Linked DNA regions of Sus scrofa: all the other regions are linked to region 1. Evidence: chromatin contacts called from public HiChIP or PLAC-seq data. All regions are on one chromosome and are shown on one strand. The core of a region is the stretch at or near the end of the contact, and the rest is flanking DNA. Distances in the headings are between cores, read along the strand shown.

The links. HiChIP or PLAC-seq counts read pairs in DNA pulled down with a chosen protein or histone mark.
Region 2: an H3K27ac HiChIP or PLAC-seq map of skeletal muscle shows a contact between it and region 1. The contact joins two enhancer-like sites. A contact is called at or near these places in 5 of 47 Hi-C or Micro-C datasets (embryonic fibroblasts, fetal heart ventricle, heart right ventricle and 1 more) and 1 of 2 datasets of contacts at active chromatin or transcription factors (skeletal muscle).
Region 3: an H3K27ac HiChIP or PLAC-seq map of skeletal muscle shows a contact between it and region 1, with 4 times the contacts expected there. The contact joins two enhancer-like sites. A contact is called at or near these places in 1 of 47 Hi-C or Micro-C datasets (embryonic fibroblasts) and 2 of 2 datasets of contacts at active chromatin or transcription factors (alveolar macrophages and skeletal muscle).

Annotation. Positions count from the first base shown.
Region 1 is chr10:65,958,550-65,963,397 of Sscrofa11.1, forward strand. No RefSeq gene overlaps it. Among named protein-coding and RNA genes, the nearest start is that of AKR1E2, 270 kb to the left of the region's middle. Within about 2 kb of position 3,077, at least 6 of the 83 cell types and tissues checked have an H3K27ac peak or open chromatin away from gene starts, as enhancers often do. A contact at or near this core is called in skeletal muscle, where this site is marked.
Region 2 is chr10:65,727,614-65,732,499 of Sscrofa11.1, forward strand. No RefSeq gene overlaps it. Among named protein-coding and RNA genes, the nearest start is that of AKR1E2, 37 kb to the left of the region's middle. Within about 2 kb of position 2,473, at least 10 of the 83 cell types and tissues checked have an H3K27ac peak or open chromatin away from gene starts, as enhancers often do. A contact at or near this core is called in skeletal muscle, where this site is marked.
Region 3 is chr10:66,192,065-66,196,523 of Sscrofa11.1, forward strand. No RefSeq gene overlaps it. Among named protein-coding and RNA genes, the nearest start is that of KLF6, 290 kb to the right of the region's middle. Within about 2 kb of position 1,682, at least 13 of the 83 cell types and tissues checked have an H3K27ac peak or open chromatin away from gene starts, as enhancers often do. A contact at or near this core is called in skeletal muscle, where this site is marked.

The DNA of each region.
Region 1 (4,848 bases), core at 1,827-4,326:
ATTTTCGAAAGCTGTGAGGCCTCTCTCTAGCTGTCGGAGCTTGGCTTTCGCTTGGAGAAGGAAGAATGGCCCTTGCACTTAGCCCTTCACCTTTCTTGGCTGGTGACTAAGTCAGCAGTCTTGGGGGATACACGGAGAACTCTCTGAATGCATTCGGTGGAAGCTGAGTCTTGGTGTTTTCAGGGCTGCTTTGACAATGTAAAGCCGCTTTATAGGAAAGCCGGTCCTGTTTTGACCAGGAGGCTTTGCCTGATGGTGCATTGCTTCTGGCCTGTCTCTGAGCAGCTCGGAGCAAGCCAGCCTGGAACAGGAGAAGGGGACCTTCAGAAGACTTTGCAAGAGTTAATGTTTATTTCACACGCATCATGCATCCCACACTGTGACTTTTGAGCATGACTTGACATTCACAAAACAACACTGGGAGGTCAGCACTCTTACTGTTGCCACGTTAGAGGCAGAGACGCCGTACAACCTGCCCACGTTCTCCAGGTGGATTCTTTTAGGAGCCTGGGCTGGGTCCTGAGCCGGTTAAAAGGCTGCAAGGCGCTCTCACCGCCCACGGGTCGGAGGTCAGCTGGGCCATCCTCCAGCTCCTCCTGCCTCTGACCACAGAAAGCGCAGTGCACAGCCAGCGACCTCTGGGGCTTGTCCCAGCTCACTCCCCAATCCGTCTTTTTCCATATACTTCTTTTTATTTCGTTTTCCTGCTGATCTGGAACCTACTCAGCTATCTGGAATTGTCTTGAAATGCACTCATGGCCTTGACTAATTTGACTATTGACAACCTTGTTTTAAAATTATCCCCATCTGGAGTTCCCCTTGGGGCTCAGTGGTTAACGAACCTGACTAGCATCCATGAAGACACGGGTTCGATCCCTGGCCTAGCTCAGTGGGTTAAGGCTCTGGTATTGCCATGAGCTGTGGTGTAGGTCACAGATGTGGCTCGAATCCCACGTTGCTGTGGCTCTGGTGCAGGCTGGCGGCTGTATCTCTGATTCGACCCCTAGCTTGGGGACCTCCTTATACTGCTGGTGTGGTCCTAAAAAACAAAAAGACAAAAAAAGAAAAATTAAAAAAAATAAAAATAAATAAAAATCCCCTAGCTAATCATGATGTACAATAGCAAAGCAAAAAAAAAAAAAAAAAAAGAAAGAAATAAAATTATCCCCATCTGAGGTTATTAGAATATATCTGAAATAAAATTAGGGCCATATGAAAATGGAATATAGAGCCCACACTAATATAATCACAGAAATGAAAGGTTAACGAGAGTCCTCTGAGCTTCAGAAAGTTTTATCTTTGGATATGGATATGGTAACAAGCTACTATTTTATCTTCACTTTGGACTTAATATGAAAAGATACCTTTATCCTGGAAGAGAAATCACACGAGCTGTACACGGGAAGGACACTGGGCTGGTGCGCGGGAAGCCCAGAGCTTTGCCAGAACTTCAGTAAGAGAAATGCCTTCCACGGGGAATTGGCCCACGGCAGTCCTTGCTTTGAATACCCAGCTCAAAATGCAAGGCGTAAGGTCAAAGGATCAGGATGGATGATCCTGTGATTTTATGAACCAGAGGTTCTATAAATCTATTTCAATCTCTAAAGGTGCTATATTCTGACACTTTTTTTTTTTTGCATTTCTTATTTAAATGCTTTTTTAGCCTAAAAATAGTTTGACACGTCCAGGAATCCACTATTGCTTCTTAATACTGTATTAAAGTTAAAAAATAGCCTAACAAATCTAATGTACTGAGATAGTTGCTCAAGTTAAAAGCGGAAGATCTGTACCTGAGAATAAACATAGAGGACTGATCTTAGTAGAAATAGGCAGCAATATTTTAAAGAGAAGCTCTTTTTTTCTGAATCCTTTTGTTACCTTATTTTCCCCTTACCTCCTCACTTCGCTGAGTATAAAACAAAGAAAGGAAATTGGCAGCAGATTCAGTAGGATTTCAGAGCCCCAGAGGACAGAGGAAACAGGTGCTGATGCTGCAGCTGTATCCATTTGTGATGGTGCACGCCCAAGGAGATGCATGTACCTTTTCGGCGTAGAAACAGCCGTCACAGAACTATCACAGAGGTATGAGTGCCGATGCCAGACCTGCTTAGGTGCAGTTGCATTCGACCCCTCTGCTCTCTCTCTGCAAAGGTCTGGGAAGAATCACTTTCTAACACAGGGGAGGAGAGCTGTTCCTATAAACAGTGTAAATATGTTTTCTAGTTGAGAGCCTGGTGTGCCCTTCGAAATCATCCCTCATAATTGAGCAAGATGTCCTCGTACAAAGCGCTTTTAGAAATAATGCCAGACGTATTTCACGAGGGGTAGCGGAGCTCTGAAATGAATTACAGAGACTGTTAGGAGAGTGCCTGAAAACTGAGAACTCAGATCTCTAGCTCTGCTTGTCAGATCCAAACCACTTCCGACATCCGACATTTATTATTTTCCGAGTCTCCCGCTGCATGGCCATCTTTCTTCCTTATCCCCAAATATACCTAAACTTAAAACTATAGACATGTAACTGTATGTAAATATGCATATACACAAAGGTTCGATCCAGACTTTGAGATGTTGCTTTCTGCTGGATGGAGAGGATTGGAAAGACAAAATTGACGATGCTCCATGGTATGAATTTCTGCGTCACCAAGTCTAACATTTGGTCTCTTGCAGATTTTTGAGGTGGTATTATAGATACATACAAATAATCACTGAAATTCAGTTTGGCTTTGACGACGTGTCCAATCGGAGATGTTCTGTCCCCATAGAAATCCACTTTTAAGACAGAGATTTTACTACGCTCTTAAGTAGATGTTTTACTTAATCAGACGGGTTTGGATAATTATTAACATTGTTTTTCATCACAATTTTAACGAGCAATTGCTGGATGATTTGCCAAGCCCCCTCCGCCAGTCTCTGACTGAGGGCTGACCCATCTGCAGCCCACGTGGTCACATGGGTGACTCCCAGTCCTTGCATTGGCCTTGTATTTTGGCTGCAATCAGCTACTTAGACTAGGCTAGTCACAGCTCATTCCAAGGACTTTGCAGCTGGGAGTAAGAGACCTGTGCTATTTCCTTCCCACAGGCTGGATCCTTACCACGTTGGAAACTTTTGGCAGCCTTGACTTCTACCATGTGGAAGAGTGAGGCAGAGGAAGCAGCTGCAAAGAGAAAAGAGCGAAGCAGACGTACAGAGGATGTTTCGCCAAGACCTTCCTTCCAGATGGGCCTCAGAAATAACTCAGAGCATCTGCTCTTCAGGTTTCCTTTTTTTCATCTCCTAGGGTTTCATGCTGCAAATAAATACACGTTGTAAAAAACCTTGTAAGTAAAATGCCAAAAGGTTCTGTGCATAAAGAAGTATAGACTCACGAGTACAAGTGACCATTAGAAACAATCAGTAAATAATGCCTCGTCTGAAGTTATTCTCAAAAAACTCACATACATCATAATGAATGGCACAAAAACACATGTTCAGGAAAGCAAATTTATAAGCGACTAAAACATCTGAATGGCTTCAAAGGGATTCCAAATATGACATAAATACACTAACATGAGAGGGGAAGCTGGAAATGGCTCCAGGAATTTATTCTCTCAAAGCGCTAATAGCTTTAGAAAATTGAGTAACACATCCGCTAATGGGCTAAGCAATGTCTTTATCAAACAATTTTTCCTGGCTCATACTGGCTGTGAATTAGTATTCGGTGGTACGTAGGAAAGCGTGTATTTTTCATGAAAGATTTTATCATACTTCCCCCAAGCTATGGAACATTGCATGCTAAACCATAAGCCGAATCACCTATTTTAAGCATCATACTTATTTCTATTATCTACGACAGGCTATAGCGTTCCTCTGATGTTCACAACCCCTCTAAATGTATTCACATTCTTTTTGGTATCTCTCTCCCAAGGTTCATCCAAGCTTTGCATATGAAAGCTTTCCCACCAATGTTCTTGAGGAACAAGAATTACAGAGATATTATATCAAGACTTCTGTTAAATAACTTCTAACAGAATGGTCAATCCTTTTTAATCATCATTCAGCAAGTAACAAATACCTCATAAATGTCTTTCCTGTATCATACAGCTCTGACCTAGTGCCTCTCCGGACTTCATAAAATGCAAAGTCAAAAGAAAGAGATGTCATAATATCACTTTGGGTTAGTTGCCTGGGAATGACATAAACCACCTTCTCTTTTTGAATTAAAAATTTTGATAAGCAATAATTTCCACTGGTTTTGCATATCTTTTTGTTGTCTGTCCAACGAAATAACTCTAGATTATTTGTAATTTAGAAATAATTTTATTCCTTTTCTTTCTTTCTTTTTTTTTTTTTTGCTTTTTAGGGCCACACTTGTGGCATATGGAAGTTCCCAGGCTAGGGCTCAAATCAGAGCTGCAGCTGCCAGCCTAAACCACGGCCCCAGCAATTCCAGATCTGAGCCACATCTGTGACCTATACCACAGCTCACAGCAACCTACACCATAGCTCACACCAGATCCTTAACCCATTGAATGAGGCCAGGAATAAAACCCGCATCCTCTTGGGTACTAGCTGGGTTTGTTACTGTTGAGCCACAAGGGGAACTCCTAGAAATAATTTCAAATGAAAAGGTATTTGCAGGACTCAAAGAATCTTTTTTTTCCTCCTGAACCACAGTGTCTCATCCAGCTTAAACGCTTTAGTGCATATTTCTTATAAACAAGAACATTCTCCTTCACAACCAATATACATCAAAATCAGGAAATTAACATTACACGTTATCATCATCTAACCTAGAGGCCCATTCAAGTTTTGCCAACTGTTCCCATAATTTCCCCCGGGAATCTAGAAGAGCCAACTCAGATG
Region 2 (4,886 bases), core at 1,223-3,722, 230 kb before region 1:
TTCAGCTTCTGTGACCTTCCCTGAGGGCGGGTTGAAACTGTTGCTCATCTGGGAATGGAGGGGATGCAGAGACCAGGGAGGAACATTCAGGAGACAATAGTGCCGCCTTGGGGCAGGGACCTGGTTCCTTCTAAGGGAATATGCATAACAATACCTGCCAAACTAAAGCCCCCAACAAAGGGAAGATGCTGACTACCCGTGAAGCCTCCTTCTTTCCGGAGAGAAGGGCGTGTCCTGATAATCTCAAGGACCACCGGAACCAGTCCCGGGGCCACCTGACACCAGCTTTGAAGAGGAATACAAGCTTGCTACCCGGAGCCTAATCTGTAGCCCCATCTTCCCCTCCCAAACGAGAAGACCACTCCTGGTCTCCCCAGAGAGGGCACTGTGTTTAGGGCATTAGCCTGGCAAGGCAATGAAGCTACTCATTCCTCCTTTGCCCCAAGCTCTGTCTCTCTGTTTCTATTAGGCAGCGGTGGCCAGAGGCCGAGTTCCAGCCGCGGTCCTGCCCAAGGCTTCCAGGAGACTGGCCGCCTCTCCTGCAAGTGAGAGCTGGAAAATGGCTCTGTGCACCTGCATGGACATCAAGAGCATGTCCTTATCCGGCCACTGCCCTGGGGGTGCAGAGCCCATGGGACCCGGGAGGGAGGAGAAGTGGGAAGAAGGTGCCGACGTGCAGTCCCTGGCCAGCCGAGAGCCGGGAGCAGGCGGGACCCAAAACAGAGAGGAGAGAGGACTTCTTTTTTTTTCTTTTGATGGACTGGAGGAAGGTTTTTTAAGTTTATTTTTAGTTTGACATGTTCTTTTTTGTTTTATTATTATTATTTTATTAAAGTATAGTTGATTTACAATGTTTCATCAAGTTCTGTTGTACAGCAAAGTGACCCAATCACACACATTTCCCTGTTCTGTACGTTAGGGACCCACAGCCCATTCCTTCCAAATATAAGTTTTCATCCAACCCCCCCCCCCAAATGCCCATGCATCCCACTCCCTCCCCTTCTCCCCTTGGGAACCCCAAGTCTGCTCTTCTTGGCCATGATCTGTTTCTGTTTTTTGTGTTTGTTTTTTTGTTTTTGTTTTTTGGAGAGGATTATCTGAGCCATATTGTAGATTCCACAAACAAGCGATACCATATGGTATTTGTCTTTCTCTTTCTGACTTCACTTAGAATGAGTCTCTAGATCCATCCATGTTGCTGAAGATGGCATTTGTTTGTCTTTTTTATGACTGAGTAATATTCCACCATGTATATGTACTGCATGTTCTTAATCTACTCATCTGTCAATAGACATTGAGGTTGTTTCCATGTCTTGGCTATTGTGAATAGTGCTGCTATGAACACAGGGATGCGTGTATCTTTTTCAGTGAAACTTTTGTCCAGATATATGCCCAGCAGTGGAATTGCTGGATTATATGGTAGTTCTATGTTTAGTTTCCTGAGGTACCTCCATACCATTTTCTAAAAGAATTCAGTGCTCCCTGAGTGGACTCTGCCTGAGGTTTTGTGTTTTAAAAAAACGATTTATTGTTCCCCTTGTGGCTCATCAGTAAAGAACCTGACTTGTATCCATAAGGATGAGGTTCCATTCCTGGCCTCTCTCTGTGGATTAAGGATCTGGCGTTGCTGTGAGGTGTGGTGTAGGTTGCAGACATGGCTCAGATCTGGTCTTGCCGTGGCTGTGGCCTAGGCCGGCAGATGCAGCTCCTATTCGATTCCTAGCCTGGGAACTTCCATAGGCCCATATGCTATGGGTGCGGCCCTAAGAAACAAAACAAAACAAAACCCCTATTTGTTATTATATTTATTTTTAATTAAAATATGGTTGATTTACAATGTTGTACCAGTCTCTGCTGTATAGCGAAGTGGCCCAGGCATATATGTATACATACGTATATATATACATTCCCTTTCCTGTGTTATTTTCCAGCATGTTTTATCCCAAGAGTCGGGATATGGTTCCTGTCCTGTACAGTAGGACCTCATTGCTCATCCATTCTACATGTACTAGTTTTATCTGCTAACCGCAAACTCCTCCTCGCTCCCGGCTTCCCCTTGGCAACCACAAGTCTGTTCTCTTATGTAAAAGAGCACTTTTTAGAGCCGTTTTAGGTTTACAACAAAATGGAGAGGAAGGTACAAATATTTCCCATATGCCCTCGGCTTCCCAAATGCCTAGCCGCCCCCGCCATCTACATCCCCAACCAGAACTGCCTTTTCTTTTAAACCAAAGATGAGCTTACATGGACTTTTTTTTTTTTTTTAATTTACAAAGAAGAGAATAAAAACTAAGTCGATCAAAGCCTCAGGAATGAATGGCCCACGTGCACGTCACCCCTCGTTTCACGTTCCTTTCTTCTCAGTGAAAAAGCTCATTTATCAGAAGCAAAACACAACCTTAATATCCGCGTGTGGCCGGAGAATTTGTTTACATGGACCTTGTCCTACCTCCCACGTCCTGTAGATGGAGCTACATCCTCAGGCACAAGTTCCTTGTTTCCACATCTTCCAGGTTTCAGGAAAGGACATCCCTGAAAGACAGTTTTAGTGTCTGCCCTGAAGACTTTTCATTGCTTTTACCGTGGGTAGTGCTACAACGTGCAAGACTTGGTGCTAAAGAAAAAGCACGTTTTTTTTTTTTTGGTGTGTGTGGCTTTTTAGGGCTGCACCTGCGGCATATGGAGGTTCCCAGGCTGGGGTCCAATCAGAGCTGTAGCCCCTGGCCTATGCCACAGCAACGAAGGACCCAAGCTGAGACTGCGACCTACACCACAGCTCACAGGCAACACCGGATCCTTAACCCACAGAGCGAGGCCAGGGATCCAGCTGGCATCCTCTTGCCTGCTAGTTGGATTCGTTTTGGCTGAGCCACAGGAACTCCAAAACAGAACGTTTTTGAGAGGCAAGTCTTGCACCTGCTCCCCTGTCTTTGCAGGGAGCCCGTTTTAAATAACATTGGCCAACATGTTGCTGGTATTTGGTATTTCTGTGCTTTGTGAACAGTTAAACTGCAAAAGGGCCCATTATTCGGAGTCCTTTTCCACAGGTGTTTCCTGTGTCCTGGCCTCGTCCCTTGCTCCGTGTGACTGAATGACCATATATAGCCAATTGCAGTGACCTGTTGTGTTTCCCCCAGTCGGTGAGCAAACATTGCCTATCTGTGGACGGAGGGGTGCACTTTATTTCTTCCCCACGTGGTTTCCAAGGGATGTGAGAACACAATGTGTCAGGCCGACAGGAAACTCAAAAAAAGAAACAGAAAGAGAAAAGGTTTTAAAGGATCTGACTGTGTCTGTGACATGGCACCGGATCTGTTCATGGATTCCAAAACCAGGAGGAGAAACTTGGTGCTTTAAAAGGAAAAGAAAAATCCAAGCGATGTGGAAAGGACTTTGAATAGCAATATTAATCTAGAAAACATTTTTATCAAGGGAATTTGCCTATGTCTTGGATGCTTTTTAACTTACTCAACAGGGCACTGAGTGCATTTTGCTTCTTGATATAAGAAGAAAAGAACCCTTCAAGAAGTTTTTAAGATGTTTTGTTATTCTTTCCTAGTAAATCCCAAATTTGTAGGTTGAGTCGGAGGCGTCTTAAAATCCAACCAATGATTTTAATTGTAACCGAAATATCATCTTGCACGTAAGACACGGTAATCATTTAGAAGTTTGCTGACAGAGATGCTCACAGCCAAGTAAATATTTTGCTCCACATTTTTAAGTGGGCTGTTAAAAATTTTACCCCTCCAGTGTAATTTTCATTCTCTAAAGCTATAATATTTTCAATAATCAAACCTCTTTCTTTTTTTCTTTTTTTGGATTAATATGTGAATTTTCAGATTGCGTTAATTTCACGAATGGAGGAACTTTACCTTTATGTTTCAAATAGTTCTCAAAATACTGGAATAACCAATGCCATGGTTAGAATTTGGATGTATCATGTATAATGGTTTTCAGAGGTTAGAGGATTACAGGAACATACGAAGTAGTGGTTCTCAAAACAATGTCTGGGGCTGGTCCTTAAAAAAAATTAAGATAATTACATTTTCTCAAAGTTATATTTACTATTATACAGATTCCCTTGTTTTGATTTATTAGGAAGATATTCAGGGCATATTCTTTTTTACGCATTCCTCATGAGATTCCATTAAAACAAATGGCTTTCCGGTCTGTACCCCTTTCCAAGTCCGTTAGTGATTTAATATTGATTTGTGAAAGACGCTCCATTACAAAACCCTTTTCTCATTGTCTAAATTCCCTGTGTTTAGGAAGCTTTTGAGACATCCAGGAATAAGCCAATTTCCCTAATGGTAGGAGAGAATTGTATGCTGGAGACAATAAAGCCTGGTCTGTTGACTCAGGCTCGTGCACAAGTATATGATTTACTAATTAAAAAAGAAGAAAGATAATGCGAACCTTGAGGTGTATCATTTCCTGCACTGAAAAGCCAACTGCTGGCATTAGGGGTCTCTTTCCCTGAGAAGGCTGTCCACCCCGCTGTCTTGAGGATGCAGCTGGGAAACAGAGCTGATACTCCGTAGGATGGAGAAATTTAAATTGATGTTATATGCTGTGAAATTTCTGGAAAGAATCTGAACACGTAAGCCTTAGACTGGATTCCCAAATATTTAAAGAACGGCAGTTGACAGAGATTCATAAAGGCCATTGAAGACGCCATCTCTGCGTAGACAGCAAGAGCATTTTTACATTTTAAAAAAACCAGAGGCTAGCGGTGGTGGGGGAGGGAGTGGGGAGACAGCGGCTGAAGGGTACACTTTTCCAGTTGAAAGACAGTTAAGTTCTGGGGGGTCCAATATACAGCATGGCGATTCGGGTTAATAACACCAATAACACCGTATTGTGGACTTGAAAGTGACTAAGTGCGA
Region 3 (4,459 bases), core at 432-2,931, 230 kb after region 1:
GGGTTACTCTGTGTGGTGTTTGGCCTCACCGGCGTTTCAGCCTCTCTGTAAACAGTAGAATTGTGGTGTGGCGTTTTTGCCAAGGAATGCAGTCCACGTGTAATAAAATGCGCCTTTTCTTTGCTGGCTGGAGGCAAACACCTGACTTCATTTTTTTTCAAGAGGTCACTGCGAGTATTGTCTGCTGATTGAGGCTTTCGGCAGGAGTCTGACAGTTCTAGCCTGCTTCTGAAATGATTAGGCTGCAAAACGAGACACAGCAAAATACCTGCATCCAGTCAGCTCCCTAAATTATCAAGAGGCTCAGTCTGTGCTCACAAAGAAGCCACTACTGGAGTTTACTCTGCTACATGAACATGGGTTTTTGCAAAGAGACCTTCAAGGTCATGTCCTTAGGAGGCAGAGTTTCACCCCAGAAAGAGCAGGGGGTTCGGAGTTAGAAATGCTTTCTTCCCTCTGGGTCACCCGCACTTGGAAAAGCCAAACCCAGGGTCTCGGAAGCGTCGACCAGCAGCCTCTTTGCTCTTGTGTGATACGGTCGCACCGTTTTCTTCCGAGAAGAATAACTATTCCATACCCTGTTCCTTAAAAATCACTGAAAGACTTTCCTGTCTGCTTAACTAAAGTGGGTAACTTCATTCAGTCAAGAGATATTGACTGAAGTACATGTAGGATGTATACTCAGATAATATGCGAGAGAAATGATTTTGTTGTTTGCAAAACTCTCAGATCTCAACCCAGGTTCAGCTCCATGGCTGTAGTTAATACTGTCACAAGCATGGAGTTCGATTTGAAATTCGTACAGTGGAATCAGGAATTTACAACTGTTCTGCAATTCCCTACCCATGGGTCGGTGTGACAGGCGGGGAGATGACAGTACAGCGTCTGGCATGCTATATAATTTTCTTTAATTTGCCAGTTAGCTTGGGCAGTAGAGTGCTGTTTATGCATACAGAGGTGATGTGTCACAGTTCGCTTATTTAGTGGGTAAAAGAGAGCAAGAACAAGAAGAAAGCCAAGCAAATACACTAATTAAAATACTAGTTAGTATATAGTTACCTGTAATATTAATATATTAATTACATAGAAAACAATAAATCTGTATTTGCATAAGACTAAAGACCATGTGGCAAAAAAAAAAAAAAACTCAATAAGTTGCTTCCTTTTTAGTCAAAATTGTAAAGCAAAATATTTAAATTATTAGAATATTACTAAAGTGGAATAGGATGAGAATGTTGGATTTTAGGCGTTGGCTGAATTCTCAGAAACAAAATATAAATGACTCATATGGCAAAAATTCTCAAAATGAAATTATTATTGAAATGCTCGTGGTGATTCAGCACTATTTTGATTTATCCATCACTTGAAAAAGTTATTTGTCTTGATAAAGATTCTTACATCCCTTTGAGAGTGGAGTTGCACAGCCAGTCCAGGAGATAACACTGTAGCTTTTACCAAGTCTGAAAAATTCAAAAAAGAATTGAAAGAAAAAAATGGAAGCTTCTGATTCCTTCAGGAAGGTAGCAATACTTAAAACCAATTATGAGTTCATCAGAAAAAGTATCTGTAGCGTGTGGCTTTCCTGCACGTGATTAGCACTGGAAATGCAGTCCCGGCCGAGCACTGAATGGTCCCCTCTTGGCTACGCCCCTGCTCTGGGATTGTTTTCTCAGGGAAACAGGAAAGGGAGGCGATGGAGCTGAAAGCCCAGCTGGTTCTAATTCAGCACTCCCAATCGACTCTTAGGCATTGGCTCCAAAGAACGAACACCAAATTAAAATGGTACTGATTTGAGGGAACACGTGGAATGAGCCCCGCTTCCCTGTCCCCGCAGGGGTCCCCCGGTGATGTATCTGGCTCGGGTGGCCATCAAGGGAGGAGAGACTCCTGTCCACCGAACATGCCAGTTCCCCTGAGAATTAAAGTACATCTTTCATAATATCTCTTCAAACTTACACGTAACCTAGAAACTGGATGCCTTCTGTGGGTGTGACATGGAGCTGCCCTCGCCACAGCCCATGGCCTCTGGTCCAGGCCCGAGTTCCTGCAAGGCTGCCCTTGTACCTGAGATGCTCCCTAATTTTACAAGATGAACTCGCAAACGTGTCAGAGGATTGAGGTCTCTGGTTGCTCATGCCTGTCCCACTCAGGCCCTCGGACGCTGGCACCATCCATTCTCCACCATGGACCCAGGGGAGGGGGTGTGTTTCTACAGGGCAGCGTCAAAGCTGTTGGAGCCCCGCCTTATCAGTGATGTGTCTTGGCCGATGCATGGGATTCAAAGGCACATGTCCCAGCACAACATATAGAGTCTGTCTGTGTATCTGCATAGAACACAGAATATGCACGTATATGTTCTCTAGTGAATCCTCGTGGAAAACAGTCAGGATTTAAGAAAAGCAAGAAAGGAAGCATACATGATTAAAAAAAAAATAAGACAAATCTTGAGTTTCACTAGCACAAGGGTATTGCATTTCTTTAGATTCTGGTGTCTAAATCAGCAATGTAAAGGGATGTGACCTCGAGCCCTTCAGTGAATTGTGGAGTAAATGATGCTTTAAGTAATAACTGGAAAACGAACGTTTAGGCTGTATCTTGGAAGAGCATAAATGCATATGAAAGGGCAAAGACAACTGGAGCAGGATCCAATGCATACTAGCCCTCTGGGGTCAAGTTCATTCAATGTCATTTCTACACAGCAGTATTGGGACGGTTCGGTTCTGACACAGCTGTCACGGCTATCGTTGCTAAAGGCCCAAATCCACCGTGCAGGGTGGAGGACCCCAAAGAGAACCACACCCAGGAAGGTCCCGATCCAGCCAGGCTCTGGTAGAATCAGACTTCCTCAGTGCTCTTGGGTTTTACTGTAACGAGAAAATGTTTTAACATTTTTATGATTGTAAGAATAGGAGGCGTCTTGCAGAAAAATATAAGAAGAAAGAAATCAGTACAAAGATGAGAGCAGTTGCACATAGGTTTTCACCATAGCCACTGTTCACATTTAGATACAGTTCTTTCAATTTTTGTATCTATTTCCAAAAGCATATGGATATATACATGGACATGTTTTAAAGAAAATTCTGTCTCTACTATATCACAATTTGGTTTTCTACTTTATTCTTTTTTTTACTTGATAGTATATCATCATTTTTCCATGTTAAGTTAGTTTCAAATAATGGCTATACAACATACCGTTGTTTGATTATTATTACATTCTAAATTCCTCAATAAATACCTTGTTTTGGGAGTTCCTGGTATGATTCAGTAAGTTAAGAACCTGACTAGTATCCATGAAGAAGCGGGTTTGATCCTTGGCCCCGCTCAGTGGGTTAAGGATCCAGTGCTGCCACGAGCTGTGGTGTAGGTCAGAGATGCGTCTTGGATCCAGCATGGCTGTGGCCATGGTGTAGGCCGGCAGCTGCAGCTTGGAGTTGACCCCTAGACTGGGAGCTTCCACATGCCACAGGTGCAGCCCTAAAAAGAAAGAAAAGAAAAGAAATTTTAAAAATTTACAGTATTTGGAGTTCCTGCTGTGGCAAATGGGTTAAGAATCTGACTGCAGTGGCTCAGGTAGCTGTGGAAGTTCAGGATCAATCCTTGGCCTGGCACAGTGGGTTACAGGATCCAGTGTTGCCACAGCTGCAGCATAAGTCGCAGCTGTGGGCTCGGGATTCAATCCCTGGCCTGGGAACTTCCATATGCCACGGGTGTGGCCATAATTTTTTTTTTTTTAATTTACAGAATTTGTTTTCAGTATAAATTCTACTAAATTAATATGTTTTTAAATATTGGTGTAGATATAAAATAAGTATAGTTGTAGATAGAGAGATAGGTAGATTGATCGATCGATCGATATGGGTATAGCTATAGGTAAAGATAGATGGATATAGCTACAATCGGTGGTAAACGTGAGAAAGAGAACTTGATAGAAATGAACTAGAGGAAGTTATAGGAGTTTGGTCTTTGAGTGACATACACATGTGCAGGGAGAGTTTGATGAGGAACAAAAGTGGATATGTAAGAAAAACAGTTGAATGGTTGAAAAAACACTTAGAAGAAAAAAACAATGCATCGCCTGACTTTGCTCTGACCCTGCTCTTCAGTCATTTAACTCCCATTTGTTGACTCAGTGGTTTGTTAACAAGCTCTTTGTACAAACACTTTTTGACAGTAAAGTGAAATGTTAGTTACCAGGTTTGACGAATTGACCCAGGGATTAGAAGTTGTTAACCCATGCTTTAAAAACATCAGTAAGAATACACATATCAACACAATGAGTTATTATTCCTGTTCCTTAGCCTATCAAATTATGCCGCTTTTGAATTTATGAAATATAATTTAAACCCTCTCTGGAGCTCCCTGGTGGCACAGCAGGTTAAGGATCCAGCATTGTCACTGCTGTGGCTTAGGTCTTTGCAGTAGCTCAGGTTTGATCCCTGGCTCAGGAACTTGCACATGC